Regions from separate parts of the Danio rerio genome. Here region 2 is linked to region 1. The links are chromatin contacts, called in public Micro-C maps. All regions are on one chromosome and are shown on one strand. Each heading gives the region's core, a stretch centred on a gene start, on an enhancer-like site or on the middle of the called end of the contact. The rest is flanking DNA. Distances are from core to core; before and after follow the strand shown.

Region 1 (2,700 bases), core at 29-2,528:
AAGTGAAAGTACCGAGCTGCCCTCTGCTGTTAAGATATGTAATTACCCAAAAAATTCATGCTTGCACAACAACTTAAGAACATTGTACTTTTGTGTTGTTTTATTGTTCTTTATTTTCTCTCTGTTTTATTTAATTGTCACTTTTATTTTAATTCTATTATGTTCCTTTTTAAATGTAGAGTTTGTAGCAATATGCATAAAATATAACTGAAATATTTTGGTTGCAACATTGAATATGTTTTTCAATATTTAATGAAGCTTTCCTATTTACGATTGCTGCTTTAAAACTTTACTGTTGTGTGTGCAATCATTTACTATACTACAACTTAATTATGAATTGCTATGTCCATCACAAGTCCTTAATAAATGAAGGCAAATGGAATGTAAAAATACCTACGTTTGCACAATTGAAAAAAAATTATTTTAACATGTTTGGAAACCACAGCCTAATAAGAACTTGAAAGCAATACAAACTATACAACTGTTTTTGTCTTTCTGACTATTTATATCTCTATGGTGACATATTCTTTTTTTCTTTCAAACTTCAAATGTCCTTTCATTTTCCTTTCCAGACCATAAGACAGAGACAGACAGAGAGACAGTCAGATTAATAAACAGAACAACAACACAAAAATGGATGGATGGAAGGTAGGATGAGACAGATTTATACAACAGATGGAACAAGTGACAGATTTATTAACAGGTGACAGACAGACAGACAGAGAGACAGACAGTCTTTTGGTAGGGACGGATAGATAGATAAAGAGATGATAGACAAAAATAGACAGAAAAATAGATAGATAGACAGACAGACAGACAGATAGATGGATATATAGATGGATAGATAGATAGATGGATAGATTGACAGACAGACAGTCTTTTGTGAATAGATAGATGGACAGACAGACAGTCTTTGTGAATAGATAGACAGACAGATTTTTTAAAAATTGATTTTAGTGTGTTTTTTTCTTAATTTAAATCAAGTTTACCATGAAACAGATGAACATTTTCTTCAACTTTCTTTAAGTTCAGCATCTGTAATGAAAAAAAACATAAATTTTTTGCCAACGTTTGTCTTGTGTTTACGCAAGAACTCATGAATTCCAGTGTTTTAACAGCTGTTGTCTGAGCCACATGGGTTCAGTCGAGTGACTGTCTGGGAGTCAGACTGCCGCTAGAGGGAGGTCTACCTCTACGAGAAAGCAGGAACGGTAAATTCTCCTGAACTCCAGCTCGTCGTAGGGATGTGAACCGTCCCTTCCTGTTTTACTGGCGATCAGAGAGAAACATTGACGCCGCGATAGAGACGCGCAAGCTTCGATTATGTCTGGAACCACTCGCGCCGTCCGACACCGGGATTTTTGTTTGCCTACGTAGACCGGCAACCAGCAATGTCGCGTTATAGCGCGTACATGACACTTGACGACTTGTAGTCTACATATATATTTATTTGTATCTCGCTGCTGCAACCCTTGCTCCTTCTTCTGTCAATGATTGTCCTACCCATATAAGCCTACTCATGGCGGAGACCAAAATTATATACCATATCGACGAAGAAGAAACCCCTTATTTAGTGAAGCTGTCGGTTTCTCCGGAAAAAGTCACGTTGGCGGATTTTAAAAATGTCCTCAACAACCGACCGGTCAACAGTTATAAATTCTTTTTCAAGTCTATGGATCAGGATTTCGGGTAAGTAGGGAGAATTATATTTTGCTCGTATTGTAATGTGTGTTAGTATTGAACAACCCGATCACACCCATGATCGACTCAGCAGTTTGGCAGTCACATGCTTTATAGACGCTGTCAAACCTGGAACGCGTTCGGAACGTTTGGTGTTCGTTGTGACGTTGCTACATTGTTGCATTGTTGCTGCTGGCACCTGCTTTGAACCCGTGTTTTGAAGTGCGCGTTCTTGCGCGGGTGCGTGTGCTCGACTCACAGCCCACCGACACCAGCACTGTGGCAAGCCCATTCAACATGTATGTTCCTTTAAGTGGAGTCGGAAATAGGTGCATGCCTGTTTCCTGAATAAAATGTTACTTACGGTTTATCTCACAGATCTGCCCCTCCTCCCAATATTTGAGTGATACGAATTCTTAAATTGTAGGCAAATCTGAGGCAAAACAAGACAATTGTGAGTGTATATCTCAAACATTTGAATTTGTGACATAAAATTAGGACTTCCTATCTCAGAATATGAATATTTATATAAGGAATAACCTGTTTTAAGGTTTTTTTAATGTTCTGAAACAAGCTTTCGTGAAAGTGTCATAATTATGATCACACGAAAGACTAAGGAAGTCGTATTTACAAGTGAGAAACGTATGCTGTTGAATAGATATATAGGCCTGCATGTTTTTGACCCATAAGATTTCCTGTTTACTTTGTTTTGCTTTCTGCAAAATATTTTCACAGATACCTTGTACTAGTAAGTAATCAAAATTGGATCTTTTTTAATTTCTAGTTTCAGTTATGATATTGTAAATTGAGCTAGTAATTAATAATAATTATTAAACAGGAACTAAGTCTCACTGTATGCTTGCTGATGCTTATTAGCTTCTATAACTAGCTTCAGATATACAGCTTCAGATAATAATATTATTTCTAAAGGAGCTGTTGACATGGTATTGAACCAGAATTTGGTAAAAATCCAAACAATACAAACATAAAAAATAAATAAAATAAAACAGAACAATTAGT
Region 2 (2,700 bases), core at 193-2,692, 100 kb after region 1:
AGACACACAATGTTGTTACAAAGCTCACACACACAGCACCCACGTTTAACTTTGCACTGTTTTTGCATGGCAAATGTGACAGGATACATGTTAATAAAACATCTGTATGGATATCCGTTATATTAATGTACAAAATAAACCTGATTTAATGTTCACAAATCGGGATTAAAGCGTCTTATTTTATAATTGTACTGACATGCGGCTGTAGTGATGAATTACAACAATTTTACCGACTTTATCTTACTTTATTACATACATGCACTGTTTTAAAAACATTTTAAACTTGTGAAACTCATTCTTGATTACATTTGATGATGACTGATGATCACCAAGAGCTAAACAGATCTTTTAATCCCGGTTGTCTTCAGCACGTCCTGTCTTGTTGATCTGATTATACGTGTTACTACGGAGACATGTTAATATGTGGCTGTCTATTTATTCAGTGGGCGGGCAAACTGCACCCCTACAGATTTTAACGTCAGGAATAGTACCCTATTTTAATGCCAGGAAATTAAAAAGAGATTTATTGTCTTTATATCACCCCAATATGACTGTGGGCACACTATACTGTACCTACAACACACAGTTCTGTCCAAACAGCTTCTAAAAGATTATTTTCATCATAAGTGCTCTTTAAAAAAACCCCTGAAAATCTCTTTTACAAAAAATAAAAAAGTTATCACGTTTCCGCTACTTGTTTGACATTTCCTACTGACATTTCCTCTTAATTACATAACACTGACATGAGCTAGTGTCTCTTGTTGAGTAGTTTAAAAGAATTATTACTACCTTCCTGTTAATAAGCAACTGTTTTCTTATTAGTACTTATAAAAGTACATGATCTAATTTAAAATCTTAAATCCTAACCAATACCTAAACCCACCTACTACCTTAATAACTATTAATAAGCAGCAAATGAGGAATTTGAGGCAAAAGTCATAGTTAATACTTCGCTGAGAACTGAACCTTAAAACAAAGTGTCCCACATTTGGTTAACCATGCAAAAACCAGTAATCCAGTGATTTCATAAGAAACATTCAAACTACACTGTGGTACTGTACTATTTAGCAAAACCTGTTCTGTATATTGTATATATATATTTATCACTATAGAAAACATCAGAGGTCACTGAAAAACTGTGTTGGGGAATTCCTGTAGGTAAAGACAGAGTTCATAGAGTAGACAGTCAGGTCATTAAACGGGTTATTGGGGACAAAATCCTCTGACAGCGAATCTCCTACAATTTCCTTTTGTGTAAATTTCTAGCTTACCTTATCAGAAAGCTAAGGTCAGAAAACCAGTTCAAGGGAGTATTGCTTCTGCAAATAATATAAACACTTAAAGACGAGTTGAAAGATTCTATTCACTTCTAATCTACTATTGCAACTTGAACTTTATCATTATGCACTGTTGGTGAGTGACTCAGCGGGAGTTCCCTAGTGACAAGACTGCAACATTAACATGTCCTTTAGTGTGATTATAGTACATCAAGCGGTTTCAATGAATCACTTGGATTGGTTTTCCTACTAAACCTTGACAACAAGTGCTGACATGTTGAGTTAAATCATGGTGCATCCACAAAAAAATAAAATAAAAAAATATCTTTATAGTGATAATTGATTTGACACGCTGTTTGAAAAATAACAGCTGTAAGGGTTAGGTGGAACAGCTGGTGGGCGAGAGCTGTGGCAATAGTGCGTCTGAAAAGGTCATTCTGAAGAATGTGTCACTTAATGCGTCACCATGTAAAACCCTAACAGGGTAATCCTGTTATAAGAGCATGTCTAACACATGCACAGCGTAAAAACTAAGCCTTTCAAGTTTCATTTTGTGGAAAGAGAATTTGCTGGAATTTGTTAAGGTGCTTCCCGTTGAGATTTGCATGCATTTGGGAAATTCACACAACACAGTATGCAAAATGTGTTTCCTTAAATCTAAAGAAGGATATTGACAGTATGAGTGGATTTATATAGATTTTTTAATCTTCTGTACAAGGATTTTTTTTTTACTTTATACAAGCATTAAAGGTCTGATTGTTGACAACACATTGTTTACACTGATGTAATGACACTAATAAACACGTGTAAAAATGGCACTTATCAGTACAAAATGTTTCATTTCCTCTAACCTGGTAAAGCATATAAAATATGCTGATGTACACTACAAAGGAGGCAGAAGAAGAGAAACAAGACTCCAGGTCTTGTAAACTACTAAATATTATCAGTAATAATATTAAGAATAGTAAACATTTTAAAGCATGAAGCTAACACACGTGTTCTTGAAGGCAACACACAAAAACGAAAATAACACTTTTTTTAAGGCTGAAGTAGTTCCTGGAATACAAGAAGAGGAAAGTACAATCCATAGTAAAAGAATGCCTGCTTGGATGTTGGACAACAATGTGTGTCAACTTCCTTTTTCTTCAGCGTAGTATAATTTCTGATATTCCCAGTCATACAGGAATGCATTTTTTGAACAGCACTGTCTGTTAGATTGGAGCTTTCCCTTTTGTGGTGACATTCTAGCCAGCTGCTAAACCAAAAATGAAACAGAAAACCTAAATACAGCATGACAGATGTTGGCTAGTAACAGCAGCATTATCTGGAGTGCCCCTGTTTTGCAAGTTTGTTTATTACAAATGAATCCCAACAAGTACTGGTGAAAGCAGAAGACTGGAAAATCCCCAAGTGTTGGGACAAG

Evidence for each region. A called contact is a pair of places that touch in the nucleus more often than the background predicts.
Region 2: a contact with region 1 is called in a Micro-C map of caudal fin, with 6 times the contacts expected there. The contact joins the enhancer-like site here to the promoter of dvl1a in region 1. A contact is called at or near these places in 2 of 18 Hi-C or Micro-C datasets (caudal fin and hematopoietic stem cells).

What each region holds. Positions count from the first base shown.
Region 1 is chr23:32,846,727-32,849,426 of GRCz12tu, forward strand. It overlaps dvl1a (dishevelled segment polarity protein 1a), which reads left to right and starts at 1,279. Exons shown (of 15, transcript XM_073939134.1): 1 at 1,279-1,689. The coding sequence starts at 1,520.
Region 2 is chr23:32,950,934-32,953,633 of GRCz12tu, forward strand. It overlaps ccdc187 (coiled-coil domain containing 187), which reads right to left. Exons shown (of 13, transcript NM_001430812.1): 13 at 1,961-2,700. It also overlaps a transcript of tnfrsf9a not described here. Among named protein-coding and RNA genes, the nearest start is that of tnfrsf9a, 6.4 kb to the left of the region's middle. Within about 2 kb of position 1,443, at least 11 of the 62 cell types and tissues checked have an H3K27ac peak or open chromatin away from gene starts, as enhancers often do. A contact at or near this core is called in caudal fin, where this site is marked.